Regions from separate parts of the Mus musculus genome. Here regions 2 and 3 are each linked to region 1. A link is a contact called in public HiChIP or PLAC-seq and promoter capture Hi-C data. All regions are on one chromosome and are shown on one strand. The core of a region is the stretch at or near the end of the contact, and the rest is flanking DNA. Distances in the headings are between cores, read along the strand shown.

Region 1 (4,943 bases), core at 696-3,195:
AAGATAGGAGGCAGTAGAAAGACGTATCCTTAAGAAGTGAAGGCCAACTAATGAGATTTCCAAATAAGAAGATATGAAAAACCTATCACCAGCAGACCTACACTGAAAGAAATAATAAAAACTTATGTTCATGCTATGTAGCCAAAGCTAGCTTTGGACTTCCCTCCTGCCTTAGCCACTGAGAAATGTTGGGATTACAAGCCTGTGCCACCATCCTTGACTCTAAATAATATTTAAATGGAATGGAAATGATCTCAGAGAAGGTTGGATATTCAGGAAAGAATGTGGAGTATTCTTGAAAAGTGCAGCTTTGAACTGACCAAAATTAAGACACATGACAGTACATACCATCACCCACCAAAAACGTGGTGCTACCCTCTGTGATCAAGTCCTCCTCTATTGACAACTAGAATTCAGTCTGTTTGCCCGAGTAACCCATTAGCAGATGAGTTCGTTCCTTCTTTTTATATGGTTTACAGAGTTTTCCTCCTCTTAGATTGCTAGTGACACTATCTCTTTAGTGGTTACCATAAATTACAACTTGTATTCTCCTTTTAATATTTTGTTCTGCTTTCCTTTTTGATACAGGGTCTCACCATGCAGCCACGGCAGGCCTAACTTCCCATCCTGCCTGAGATTCCTGAGTGCTGGGATTATTATGGTGTATACTATCAAACCCAGCCTATAGCATGTATTCTTGTTTCTTTATTTATTCAAAAATCCTGGCTGCAGTTTCTCCTCTCAGTCCTTCCCCTTCCTCCCACCCCATTTCCCAGCTCCTCCTCCATAATATTTTCAGAAAAGCACAGACCTCCTATGGATATCAACTAGCCATGGTATATCAAATAGCAATAAGCCTAGGCACCTCTTCTCCTATTAAGGCTAAGCAAGGGTCTCACAGGCAGGCAACAGAGTCAGAGAAAGCTCTTGCCCCCACTGTTAGGTGTTGCACAAGAATGCCAAGCTACACAACTGTAACGTATGCAGAGGGCCTAGGTCAGTCCTATCTAGGCTCCCTAGTAGCCAGTTCGGTCTCTGTGAGCCCCTATGGGTCCAGGTTAGTTGATTCTGTGGATTTTCTTATCTTACATCATAAATTCTTTTAGAAAGTGTTTTTTAGTTTAGTTTTTGTTTTTTACATGGGTGTGTGTGTGTGTGTGTGTGTGTGTGTGTGTGTGTGTACAGGTGCTTATGCCTGGTGTGAATGTGGAGTTCAAGGGACAACTTGCATGAATTAGTTCTCTCCTAATACTTCTTGAATCTTAGAAATCAAATGCAGGTTTTCAGGCTTGGTGGCAAATACCTTTATCCACTAAGCCATCTTGACAGCCTATGGGGCTATATTCTTGACTTGCCAACGTTTACTATAGATTAACCCTCTACTGCTTATTTAACAATATCTTTTCCCTGACTCCCACCCAGATTCTATTGCTGATTTACTATTCACTAATTTTACATATATATTATATATATATATTTAAAACCTCACAAGAGGTTACTAATTTTGCCTTTTAATAGTAAATATTTACACACACACACACAAGCCCAAACTCTGGCCTTTTCCTTCTCACAGTTGAATGATTTTCATGTGAGAAGGTGCTAGTGAGAAGGAACGTGCTATCCAGAAGGATACAGATTTTTAAAAAGTGTTCATGGGCCATGACTGATGGTAATAGCTGCCACTGTAATTGGCATGCACAAAGACAAGAAGATATAAACCAGCACAGCACCTGGGGAGATCTACTCAGTATTCTAAAGTTGGCATTATGTTCCTCTTAGAGCCAACCATGGTACCTGAAGTGTCAAGAGACTGTTATATTCATGATTAAACCCCTGGAGCCTCTTCCTTTCTCTAGACTGGGATTCTAAGGCAAATGAAGACTTCTAACAGTACACTGATTCCTGATGAACTGGCTGTACTGCTAAGTTCCTCTTTCTCGTTTGATCAGCAGTTTTCTCATTTAGGCATTTCCTGTAGAGTGCTGCTGACTGTTTCATTTCCTACCCGGGTGTTTCCCTCCTCTCGGTGTTCACATGCCAACTTTCAGATGAGCTCTGTCACCTCATGTCTCAGCCCAGCCATCTGAGAACCACAAGGCATTCTTCCTACTTTAACAGCTCCTGGGATTCAATACTGTAGGAGGGCAGATGCTTGCAAGCACTTACTATGCTGTTTCTTTTGCTTTCTTAAGCCTTTGCTTGCTTTTCTTCCTGAGTTGATGTTATGTCCTGAGATTTGTGTCCTCTTTGCCTTTGTGTCTTTTGTTCCTTGTATGTCCCAGTCTACTTGAGGGTACCCAAAGTCACCTAGACACTGTTTCTATGCCTCTAATGTCCAGCCTTGGAAATAAGTAGACATTCGCCTTCAGCACCTAGGACTGGAAGAGAAAGAGCTCTTTATTGTATATTACTGTTCACTGCTTTGGGGTTTGACATATTCTTATTTTTTCTAAGGTCCCAAAGCACATTGTTAGCTTTGAAGGTTTGATTGTTTATTTGTTGTTGTTTCATATATTTTTAATATAAGTACTCATAGCTATACACTTTCTTCTTAGAACTAGCAAATTTCCTGGTATGTTGTACTTTTATTTTCATTTGATTTTTAAGAATTTTTAAATTTCTGATTTCTCATCTTAGAGTGTTTTTCCACATACATACTTTAAAATAATTTCTATGGTTTTTCTTACTATTGTTTTGTTGTTTGATAGAATAAGATACAATTAATCATTCTAGTTCTTTTATATTTTGTAAGTCTTGCTTTATGGCTAGAACATGGCATAGTTTAGAGAAGGGTACGTGGGATGCTGATAACATCTATTCTATAGCTTTTAGATGGAATATTCTGTCTATCTGCTAAGTCCATTTGAACCATGGTGCAGATTAGTCCTGAGGCTTCTTTGGTGATTTTTAGTAGGATGCCTTATTTAAAGAGGACAATGAGGTATCAAAATCACTCTGTATTATTATTGATGTGGGACCTATCTGACCTTTTATGTCCATCAGGGTTTACTTTATGAAATTGGAAGCTAGAATGTTTTGTATATATTTTACAGCTATATCTTCTTAATGATTTTTCCCTTTATTAGTATGTAATGGCTTTCTTTATCTCCTCTAATTTTGATTTGATTTCTACTTTGTTGGATTTCAGAGTAGATATGCCAGTTTGTTTTCCAGCTGCCATTTCTTGATAGATTCTCTTCTGTTCTTAATCTCTTTACCAGTAAAGTGTATTCCTTAAAGACTACAGAAATTTGGATCTATTATTTTAATGTATCCATCTAGTCTGTATCTATTTATTGGTAAGCTAAGCTTATTATTAAGAGATGTTCATTCATTCTTATAATTTAAGCAGCAGTTTCTAAAATTAGGCATTCTAACACAATCCAATCCAAAGTAATGGTGGGAAAATAGGAAAAGTCTTTATCTTTCATTACTGGACTCTGATGCAAAGGATAGTAAACTTGGTACAAGCAAAACACTGCAATTGCTAATGAATGTAACACTTTTGAGTCTATGCCAGACGTAAGCTGCTCAAGAGAGATTGCTCCTCCATTAGTTCTCAGTGATTTTATATTTTAATAGCTTTGGGCTCTTATTTTGTTTGGTTGGTTTGGTTTTGTTGTTGTTGTGTTTTGTTTTTAGCTTTTTATTCTTTGTGAGTTTCACATCATGCACCCCAGTCCTGCTCATCTCCCCATCCCCTCATGTCTGCCCTTTGCCCTGACAACCTTCCCCACAAAATAAAACATACACAAACAAAAAACAAGCAAAGCATAGAAAACATCTCATTGTGGAAGCTGTAATATGTCACAGTGTGTCCCACAGTGTATCCCTCTGGCCACACATTTCACTTGCAAATGTTCATTCCAATGAGTTACTGGTCTGGTCTGGTCCGAGATCTCTGGATTCTATGATACCATCAAGATTGGCTCCTCACCAGGACTCCTCCTGGTTATCCTGTTGTTGCTCTGTGTCAGGGAGATCTTGCAACTTTGGGTCAGCAGGCCTAGACCTTTCACACATCCTAAACATTTTCAGATTATTCAAATTTTGAGTTGGGCCAACTCAGAGCCCTGGATCTGTGCATGGGTGGTAGCTGAGCTGGTCAGCATGCAGACTCTCCCTTAACCATATCACCAAGATAAGCTCTCCAGCACTGCTCCAGCTAGGCCATTGAAAACTTCCATCAGCAGGAGGCAGGGTCACTCTCCTGCTCTCACACCCTTGAGACTGGCTCACCTGCACCTGTGCCTCTGGAGCCAGCTCCACCGTGCTGCCCATTCAAGGTGTGGGGCCTACTCTCCTATGTGCTGCAGCCTTCAAAGGGGTGGGACAGTGCTCCTGCTCTCACTCCCTTGGGGCTGGCTTACCCGTGCCTTTGCCATCAGGACCAGCTCCACTGTGTTGTCCAGGTGAAGTGCAGGAAAAGACCCACTTTCCCTGTGTTCTACCGCTAGTGAGAGGGCAGGGCTTGCTCTCTGGTTCTCATGCCAGCAGTACCAGCTCTCCAACTACGATGGGTGGCAGCAAGGTAGGGCTATCATACTTGTACCCACGCTGCTGCATGGCAGATGAGTGGGGGGCCAGCTCTCCTATGCTCTTGCCTTCAGCCCTGCTCACCTGTGCCTCCTCCACCAGGGCCAGCTCTACTCTGCTCCCAGGCAAGTGTAGGGCCAGCTCACCTGCTCTCTTGTGGCTCCAGGGCCAACTCTCCCAACTGCCGCAGGTGGCAATGGGGGAGGCTTTGGGATACTTTAATACTATGTTTTGTAAATAATTCAACAGGAATCTGAAACAAGTAGTGGGATTTATAGTGTGTCAGGTTTCTGACTTTTTTTTTCTGTAATATGACTTCCCCCCTCCCCAGGGAAATTTAGCTATACTCATTAACTTCCAAGTGAAATGGTTATTGGTAAAATTAGCTTTTATGGTGCTTACAAACT
Region 2 (4,943 bases), core at 1,192-3,691, 110 kb before region 1:
CATAGGAAGCCTGTGTCTCCAAACCAACCAACCAACCAACCAACCAACCAACCAACCAACCATCCAACCAACTTTATTGAAATGTATGTGATTCTCTCTCTCTCTCAAGCATAACCTTTTAAACTTAAAGTTCAACAAGTTTTCACTAGGATATGTTCTAACTACATATTGAACATTTGTGTCATCCCCCCCCCCCCACACACACACCCTAATGCTTCTTTTCCCTTTGTTCATTGTTTTGTTGCCTCATCCAGTGTTCTTTTCGCACTCCCATACTCTGATTTAACATCTTTCATCTGTATCTTTCTGGAGCAGTCCTGGCTGGCAGTGTGCCAGGTTCATCATGTTGAATTATGAGACTGAATAGGAAGCTAGTGGGGTGGTTATACTATTGAGTTCTTCCTTGGAGGTTTTGCAGCTTCGGGGCATTGAAAGATAATGTGGCTTCTTTCCAGGTGAGCTTGAGAAACTGGACACCCACTCATTGTCTGCACTTGCTTTCCTGTAGCCTGCAGAGTGTTGGAGGAGAGTGGTGGGCTGGTGGAGAAGATGACCTCTAGAGGATGTTCTACTTCTGTATGTCTATTCAGCCTCCTCCTTGGAAACCTGCTCTCTGCTGCTTAGTTGCAGCACCCTGGGGCCTTAATTAGTCTGAATTCCATATCAGGTGACTGAATCCCAAGGGCTTTAAAGATCCCAGCTCTGACAAATGAGCAAACCTTCGGTTTCATAGCTATGTAAAGCAGGTCCTAGAAAAGCCCTTGCTCTGTGTCCATAAGGTTGTAAGTGAGGACAGACACTTTCCAATGTGCTGTTCTCATAGTCCTGGAGTTTGGTCATAGAATCTTGAACATTGCAGAGAATCAGAGGTTTTTCTTCCCAGAAGGTTTTGGCCCTGGACCATAACTGCTCCTAGAGCTGTTATGTGTCAGTATGCTGGCCTTGTTCCTAGCAAAGCGAAGATATGAATACTTTAGCTAAACCTCTATAATGTTCACAGAAAGTAACTCAGAATGCAGTTTTTACTTTTCTAGGTGTGGTTTGCTTCCATATGGTAACTAATTCTGGGTGTTGGGGATCTCTGTGCTATGAAGGTTATCACCTTCATTTGTTTTGGGGCTCTTTGAGTTTTCTGGACCCATCTTTTTAGCCATCATTTCCTATTTGGTACCTTTTGTTAAGGTGAAGCCCCATCTACAAGGTAATAATAGACTCAGATTGCCACTGTAAGGACTCACTCACCTTACTCTTGGTCCCTACAGAATGAATTTTCTTCTAGTTAGCTTACACATTTCTCTGACTCTGAGAACAGTAAAACAGCAACAAAACAGACTAATGCTTCAGCTTCAGGTTTCTCCCTTGCTGGCAACAATCAGAAATAATATTTTGTAGAGAACCTGAGGTACTGGTTTCATTGTACTCCCTTGAGTCTGACTGTCAACAATTGGTGGCCATTCCTTGCTTTCCTCTTTAGTGAGCTGGCTACATTGACTTGGTGAATCTCTGATATTGACTCTTTGACCTCACTGCCCTCTTTCCCGCTGTAGGAACTTTTTGTATTATGGAGACATGAAAAGAGTTGGCTTCCTGTGTTTTTTCTATCAGTAAAGCTTGGTTCTCAGAAGTCTGTGTACTGACTCCGTTGTGCTTTAGGAAGACACAGTGGTGATAAGAACAAAGTAGTTTAAAGCACCACATGTGTACATTGGGGATAACTGCACAGAGAAGGTGTGTGTGTGTGTGTGTGTGTGTGTGTGAGAGAGAGAGAGAGAGAGAGAGAGAGAGAGAGAGAGAGAGAGAGAGAGAGAGAGAGCAAATGGTTGATCATTTTTGCAGGCAAAAAAGACAGGTCTACTTTTGTAGAGGTCACAGGCTATTGCAGTGATTTCTTCTTCATTTCCCACTGGAGTTATGTTTCCAATGGTCCAGGAACATTTCATCTCTTTCCATACTCCAAGAGAGCATATTGTTTCTATAACAATGAAAGAAATATTAAATATTAAGAAAGAAATAGTAAAGATGGCAGGGGAGCTTGGAGCACAAATAGCCAATGCAGGTAGCAGGGAGAAGAAAGGAGGCCCTGGATTTTAAAGGGAAACTTCCCAGAGATACTCTGTAGGTACTGTTGGTTACTCAGGGAGATTGTGAATTTATTAGACAGTTCCTGGTTTTCATTTGGGCTTCATGTGTACCCTTCTTTGGGAACTAGAGAAGGGAACAATAACTCCTCAAGGAGCTGTGGCCGAGCTTCTTATCCGCTGGACCAGACAGAGCTGCTGTCAGTAGCAAGCAGGTTGGTTCAAACATCCACATAGATCTCAGAGTTAGGTGTTATTTCATGTGTTTGTTTAGTGTTTGTTTTTGTCTTGTCTGTTTGTTTCCTTTATTCTGTCCTCCCTGCAATCTAAGTCTTCTCTTTCCACAGGAAGTCTTTGCCACTTCCCTTTTCTGCAGCTGTCCCTGGGTTGCTATGGGCTTCTGTCCCTTCCTTTGTGCTGCTTAGCCCTATCCCTTCTTCACAGACACCCTGGGTGGACAGCGGGTTCTGTTCTGGTGCCCTCTTTCTGGAACGGCTGCACCCCACCAAGACAGATGGCTGTCTAGACTATTTTTAACTGTGTCTGGGGAAGAAGATTCTACTATTTTGAAATCCTTTCCACTGATTGACAGTTCTCAAGTCAGAGTTTCTTGCTAATGCTTGGTTTAAAATCTGACGGTTATAATTGAAAATCTTTTCCTTTTGTTCTTTTAAAATCACGTAGTCGAAGGTGGAGAGGGAGTTTGGAAGTCATTTAGGCCCACCCCTAATGAAGAAAATGAAACCCACCAATTCTTAACTTCAAATTGAAATGGGAAATGTCTTTACATCCTCCCATTGAGAATCCCATCTGTTTTGGGATCTGCTTCTGAAAGCACACATTTGGGTATCATTTTGTGAGAATCAATTTAATTTTCTGGAGAAGAAACAAGTGCTTGTCGAGTTGGAAGTGTAGAATGAAGGCATTAACCGACTTACTCTATTTTGTGTCTAGTGAGAAAGTTAAATGGTGCTTGTAAAATTACCTTGCCATAAAGGTAAAGATTAAACCAACCTTCTAACATATGTGGCCCTTTCTAGTTTCTTCTTTTTTCTATTCTCTCAAACCTTTTGTTTAAAGGGAAAAGGGGGTAGCAGTAGTTGTTTCTCTCCTCTCCACCAGTGTGAACCTCTGTGTGTTAAATATTTGCTGTAATGGCTTTGTCGGGTGACTGAAACTCCTTTGAAGCCCCCTTTACACACAGGGCTTTCTGCTAGTATACACTTCCCTTGATACAAGTCTCTGTACTGCCTCCCTTGACTGACAGCGTCACGATAGCAGATAGCTCTGGTGAGAAATAATGGTGCCTCAGTTTCAGTATAGGATTCTTGTTACGTAGTGTGGACATCCAGCATTCCTTGTAAACCAGCACAACTATCTTAAGTGACACTAAAGGGGCTTGGGAAGGGCTCTCTCTCTCTCTCTCTCTCTCTCTCTCTCTCTCTGTCTCTCTCTCTCTCTCTCTCTCTCTCTGGGTACTTATAGATTTTCTACTTCACCTGAGATGTTTTTAAATAGCAGAGGTCATTTCACATGTGGCCAAACCTTAACACTTAGTACAGGCTGCCAGGAGTCAGTGTACAGATTCTTTTTTACAGACATTAGCATCTCAGTCTCTGGAATAGGGCCAAAATTCAGTATTTTTTACCTGTACTAAAACTATGTGAGGTATTTAATATGTCTCAGGTAATTTTTCTCTGCTACATAATTGGCTTTGTTTAAGGGACATAACCTCATTTTGCTATCAACTTAAGAGAAACATGGAAGTGTATTAGAGACATCTTATCTAGGGCAGTTAGGCTAGTGGTGTGTGTCTGTCACTCTTTCGTTTTCTGGGTTTGAACCTATGATCTCAAATGTGCAGAAAAAGAACTGTACCATTGGAATATCCCTAGCTGTTTTTCATTTTACTATTTTGAGACAAGGTCTCACTAAGTAACTCAGACTGACCTTGAGCCCCTGGTCCTTTGCATCAACCTCCTAAGGCTTTTTTTTAATGAAATAAGTTATTAAATATATTTGAACAGTGAAATGCAGAATGCGTCCAGATTTCTAAGTTTTACCACTGTCCTTTTTTATTGCTGTCTTGCTTACCTAATTCAGCAGCAGTATTTAAAAATACCTGTCTCATTGAATCTTTGCAAAGCATTAAGCTTTTTTTAAAAAATATCTATGGTGATTTTTCTGCACGTCTGCCTGTGCCCCTTGTGTAACTGGTACCTACAGAGGCCAGAAAAGAAGTCAGATTTTCTAGAACTGGAGTTACACACAGTTGTGAGCTTCCATGTGGGTGCTGGGAATTGAACCAAGGTTCACTGGAAGAGCAGCCAGTGCTTGCAACTGCTGGGCCATCTCTCTAGCCCCTTACCTTTTTATTTTTATTTTAATATTTTTTTAATTCATTGCTAATTGGTTAATATGAGTTAATATGTAATTAATGGGTATGCCTATGAACTACTGGCACTAGCAAAGTATGTAGCCTGTTTGTTTGGAGTGCATGTGAGCACATACACGCAATAAAGAGACATATTAGCAAATATCTCAGTGTATATGTGTCTGTATATACACACATTTGTATATGAATATATCTTAACTATATGTATATGGTTGTATGTATGAATGTGTGTACACAACATTCACAAACATAGCTACACACACATACACACTTAGTACAACATTATATACATAGTTGGTTTAACAGCTTTTTTTTTTTTTTTTGCTGTGTATGTAGCACAATATATATAAGATACTGAAAAGCCATGAGAATCTTTATGGTTTAGGAGTCTTGTTAGACCACTTCCTTTTGCTTGCAAGAGAAGCTGAGAGAAAACTGTGGGTCTTTTATACATGGGTTGGAACCACACA
Region 3 (4,943 bases), core at 1,070-3,569, 110 kb after region 1:
CCAAACAATGAAGGTAACGTTAGTTTATAGAAGGAAGCACCCACATTTGAAAGTGATATCACACACATACACTTATACATTCATACACATGCACCCATACACAGACACACATATACACACATAAACTCAAACAACACATGCAGAGTCACACATGTATACATTTACACACACACATACACTCATAGACACATATATACTTTACACACAGAAATCTCACACACACAAACTTGCCTCTGGTTCTTGTGCTGCCTTTGGATTACCGCTATTTCTATGATTCCTTGGACCTGGGAAAATGCGGCAATGTCTGTTATGAACATCCTCTTCCCTCCAGGCTTCTAAGCCACACACACACACACACACACACACACACACACACACACACCCCTCACACACACACACTTCACACACACACACACACACCACACACACACACCACACACACACACACACACACACCACACACACACACTTCACACACACACACACACACACACCACACACACACACACACACACACCACACACACACACACACACACACCACACACACACACACACACACACACACACACACCACACACACACACACACACACACACACCTCACACACACACACACACACACACACACACAGCTGGGACACAGGCATGCAGTCCTATATCTTGACCACACCAAGGATGTTTCCTCCCAGAGTCTCCAGGCAAAGTACCATCTATTACAGTTTCACCTTGCTGGCTATCCCTAGTGTCCCAGGTACAAAGCCCCGAACAATTCATGCTCTTTGCACCTCTGGCCCTGCTTCCTATGCTTGCACTAGTCCTCCTTTGCTGCCTAACTCAGAGCACCCAGCAAGGCTGGCAAGCCCTTCCTGCTCCCCCTACAAGGTCCACAAAACCACTGTTTGCTCAGTATGCATTGCCATGCCTTCATATCACATCCAGCATCCCGCATCTCTGGGATTAGATGCCCATGTCTCCCTTTTCTGTCCTGAGCACAGTGCCTGCTTCACAGGAGATACTAGGCTTGGCTCTTGTGTTAAAAGGTGTGAAAATCCCTGGGTGGAAAAGGAGAATAGGCTTGCCAGTGAAAGGAGAGTAAGAGTGCAGGTTCATGGAAGAACATGAGTATAGCCTGCAGCATGGTCAAAGTGACACTGCAAATACCTCGTGGGCCTGAGGGGTACCCTTACCATAAAAGTAACCCAGACTTTCTAGACTGATGGAGTAGCCACATTGAACAGGTCCACCTTGCTAGAAAAGGGGGTCTTACAGCACCTGTTAAATAATGTGCTAGAGAAAATGCATGCTTCTGTCCTCTCCAAGTCCATGATCGACAAGTGCAATCCCCCATGTTCTTGCCAGGTGGAAACCTGTAACACACAGGCTGGAGTGTGGAACCCTCAGGTCTGCCCCTCCTGGCCTCACTGTGAAAAGCCACTGTAAGGGCTCTAGCTGTCACATTATCATTGGGTGGATCTGTCAGCGACAAGCTCCGGGCCTGTTCTTGCCTCTCCTCCCTGTGGTGGGGTGGGGCTGGCAGAGGAAATCACCAGGTGTGGCCAGGGGAAAGTCCCACCAACATTCTAGAGAAACATGGAATTTCCTGGGTTTTAACCCCTTGTCCAACTGCCCACTCAGAGCTGACCAGAGCAGCACAGCCCCCCTTCCCGGCTTCCCAGGATATCTGGAGTACTGGCTTATGGCTGGGAAGGTGGGCAAATTACTAAAGGTGTACAGAACTTGATACCATCAAACATGGTCTGAAAAAAAAAAACCACTTCCCAGATTCTCCATCCCCCTGCCATCCATACTACCTAAAGCACACAGTGCATTTGAGTGGCTGTGGTCAGAAAACGGCACCAGGTGGGAGCAGGTTTTGCTGTGTGTAAGGTCAGAGTAGGGGCTATGATCTGGGTGTGTACTTGTTCTTGAAAGCTCTAAAGGAAGATAAGTCCTGTCCAGCTTCTAGGAGGGGCAAGCACAGGTCCTGGCTCTTTCTAGGCAGTTTTCAACTTGGTTAACTTGTTGGACTTCTTTAGTTAACTTTAAGCAGAGCTTTGAATTTCCCTCCAGAGATGCCAGCATAGTACTCAGTGGCCTGTCACAGAGCCCCCAGCCTCCGTTCTTGGCTTCCTTGTGGCTCAGGCGATGGCCCTATGGCTTCCACTTGACAACTCACAGAATCCTCTTTCCCTTTACTGAAGGGGGAGTGGAGGTGTGTGTGGCAGCCGTTGAGATGCCTGTCCCTTTAAGAGCGAGAGGAAGGGAGGGAAAGAGGAGGGGAGAAAGAGAGAAAGAGAGAGAGAGAGAGAAGTGAATCAGGAAGTATGATAGTTAAGAGCCTGGGACTGGGTACCCCACTGCTCTCAGAGAGGCAGGAAAGAGACCTTCAGGCTCAAGACCATCACCTGCTTTGCCTGTGGATCCTGGGGGGCCCCATAGCTACCAGGATCTTCTAGGCACTGCCCAGGATTGACTTCAAGGCCTGAATCCCTGGGGGTGCCACCCAGTTCCACAAGTCTGCATTGCCCTGCAACTGAGATAGGAGATGGGGTGAGTGTGTAGTGTCTGTGGAGGAGGGTGGTGTGGGGAAGCCAGTGGGGCAGCTTCAAGTCAATACTCAGCTGAATGCCCGAGTCCTGTGTTTTTCTTGTGGTTGCTGGGAGCCTGGTAGTGTTCTGCACTCCCTCTGTGGGAAAACACTCTCAGAACGGACTGCTTGGAGGCCAGTGAGGGGCAGGGACCATGATGGCCCTGAGAAGAACCATGATTGGCCAAAAAAAGCTCCCCTCCTGGGCTCTGCTTCTCAACATGCTGATGCAAAGCTGGGGTTCAGCTTTGGGGGCCTCTACTGGCCTCTGCTTGGGATCTTTCCCCTGGGGCCCAAATAACCAGGAGAGGTTTCCAGAACAGCTGGAAAGAAGCTGGACACCGCCCCCCCCCCCCCTCTGCTCGCTTCAAGAACTGTAGGGAAGGTGACAACAGGAACAAGTTAAAGGGCTGGGACTGGTGGCCTTTGATGGGGCTGAGAATCAAACAGCACAGCAACAGCACGAAGGGGCCTCTCATCCACCCACCCTTCTCTTTCCGGTGTAGCTCAGCTCCTGGACTTGCCCCAGACAGAAAGCAAAACACACACTTGCCAGGGAGAGTCTTTGCCTGATTCTGAGCCACTTGGAGTGCAGGTATGTGTATCTGCCACAGAGGAGCCCCCGAGGAGGATAGGAGTCTGTGGGCAGGCTGGCGTTGACTCACAGAAGGCTGCTGTGCTGCACCTTCTATGCACAGAGGGTCTTGGGGATGGGAGGGTGGATGGGAGGATGATCCAGAGATAATCCAGATGTGCCACAATCAGAGCTTCTAGGTACAGAACCCAGGGCCATGCTGCCCATCTGGGATGCTGTTCTGTGCACCTCACTGCCCGCCTTCCTGACTGCAGCTATGCTTTGCCCCAGTAGCAGGGCTTGGTTGAGGACCAGCCTAGGTAGAGTCATGAAGGTGACACAATCTGCTGCCCCCAGCTGAAGGTGACACAATCTGCTGCACCCAGCTCCCAAGACTGCAGCCTTGGCCTCCACTTCAGTGCCCTGTCTGAGCCTTGCATTGGGCTGACTCCTCAGCCATACAGAGAAGCATGGACAACTCGTTCATGTTGCCTTCAGAAGGTCTCATCAGCATCCTTACCTTTGCCTAAAGCAAACATGTGTGTGTTGTCTGAAACTGGGGTGTGACTACTGATCTCTTTAAATGGCTTCTGGCTCAAAAGCTTACATTCTCCAAAGTTTGCATTTTCTTTTGTTTTTATTTATTTACATTCCAAATGCTGCCCCCACTTCCCAGTCCCTTTACTCCATCCCCCTTCCCCTTTGCCTCTGAGAGGGTGCTCCTCCACCCATCCCCTTACACCCACTTCACATACCCCAACCTCCCGCATCTCCATGCATTTTTAAATCAGACTACAAGCTGGGCTATAGCTCACTTGGTTTGTAAAGGGCATGCTTAGCTACCATGCATGAAGCCAAGGATTCAGCCCCCAGCACCAAGGTGATAGGGGAAAGTGGTACACACTCATAACCCATGCATTTAGGAGGTAGACACACAAGTTCAAGACCATCCTCAATACCAGTGCAGGTGTCTAGGCTACTCTGTCTTTAAAAAAAAAAAAAAAAAAACAGGCAGAAAGAATGGAGCTGGGCATGGTGCATGCCTTTAATCCCAGCACTCGGGAGGCAGAGGCAGGCAGATTTCTAAGTTCGAGGCCAGCCTGGTCTACAAAGTGAGTTCCAGGACAGCCAGAACTATACAGAGAAACCCTGTCTCGAAAAACAAAACAAAGATCTCAGAATGGAACCACTTTTGGTTTGAGCACCAGTGCGGTCCTAGAGCTCTGTCTGATGGGCGCAGCTTTATTTCAAAGCATTTTAGGGCTGGGGGTCCTTCTTATGCTCCTGCCTCAGGCATCCCCAAAGACCGGCTCTGGGCCTATTTTTCAGACAGGCAGTCAGTGTAACTTTTGAGACTTCACTTTCTGGAACCGTTTGCTTTAGAGGAACCAGATTTTGAAGAGAACGGGATGAGCACAAAGATGGGGAGCAGAGTTGTGGAGGGTTTCAGATCTTCCCTGGAGCTCTAGAGCCCTTGGATTTGATGGTTTTAGATCTTTACACTCCCCCACATCATCTACTCCTCCCTTTCTTCCCCTCCCATCCTTCCTCCTTGGCTGTCTCCCTCTAGTAAAGCAATGAGCAAGGCCTGGTGGCCTGATGTTAGTTCTCAGCAGTAGGAAGTCAGGGGCCACAAAAGCAGAGAAGGGGTGAGGGCTCCAGGCTCATGTTGCAATCCTGGAGATTTGTGGTAGTGTGACTGGATCTGCCTGACCTTTGCTGACCCAGGGCCCTTCCTCCCACACTGTGTCAGCTTCCTGGGACAACCCCAGGCCTGGATG

The links. Promoter capture Hi-C pulls out the DNA fragments that hold promoters and counts their contacts. HiChIP or PLAC-seq counts read pairs in DNA pulled down with a chosen protein or histone mark.
Region 2: an H3K27ac HiChIP or PLAC-seq map of microglia shows a contact between it and region 1, with 6 times the contacts expected there. The contact joins two enhancer-like sites. A contact is called at or near these places in 6 of 39 promoter capture datasets (the C10 cell line, the HPC-7 cell line, cranial neural crest and 3 more), 2 of 484 Hi-C or Micro-C datasets (bone marrow-derived macrophages and epidermal suprabasal cells), 6 of 115 datasets of contacts at active chromatin or transcription factors (the 230-238 cell line, CD8 T cells, the HPC-7 cell line and 3 more) and 2 of 9 other capture datasets (adipose tissue and liver).
Region 3: a contact with region 1 is called in a promoter capture Hi-C map of macrophages, with 7 read pairs. The contact joins the promoter of Ikbke here to the enhancer-like site in region 1. A contact is called at or near these places in 2 of 39 promoter capture datasets (macrophages and neutrophils), 1 of 484 Hi-C or Micro-C datasets (regulatory T cells), 5 of 115 datasets of contacts at active chromatin or transcription factors (CD8 T cells, the HPC-7 cell line, acute myeloid leukemia and 2 more) and 4 of 9 other capture datasets (adipose tissue, liver, macrophages and 1 more).

What each region holds. Positions count from the first base shown.
Region 1 is chr1:131,381,688-131,386,630 of GRCm38.p6, reverse strand. The region is part of intron 4 of Srgap2 (SLIT-ROBO Rho GTPase activating protein 2); the gene reads left to right. All of the region lies in intron 3 of Gm51644 (a long non-coding RNA gene), which reads right to left. Among named protein-coding and RNA genes, the nearest start is that of Ikbke, 100 kb to the right of the region's middle. Within about 2 kb of position 1,945, at least 131 of the 459 cell types and tissues checked have an H3K27ac peak or open chromatin away from gene starts, as enhancers often do. A contact at or near this core is called in the 230-238 cell line, CD8 T cells, the HPC-7 cell line and 10 more, where this site is marked.
Region 2 is chr1:131,490,124-131,495,066 of GRCm38.p6, reverse strand. The region is part of intron 2 of Srgap2 (SLIT-ROBO Rho GTPase activating protein 2); the gene reads left to right. Among named protein-coding and RNA genes, the nearest start is that of Srgap2, 35 kb to the left of the region's middle. Within about 2 kb of position 2,441, at least 45 of the 459 cell types and tissues checked have an H3K27ac peak or open chromatin away from gene starts, as enhancers often do. A contact at or near this core is called in the 230-238 cell line, the HPC-7 cell line, bone marrow-derived macrophages and 1 more, where this site is marked.
Region 3 is chr1:131,276,939-131,281,881 of GRCm38.p6, reverse strand. Ikbke (inhibitor of kappaB kinase epsilon) reads left to right here and starts at 2,319. Exons shown (of 22, transcript NM_019777.3): 1 at 2,319-2,551; 2 at 3,095-3,183. All of the region lies in intron 1 of Gm51644 (a long non-coding RNA gene), which reads right to left.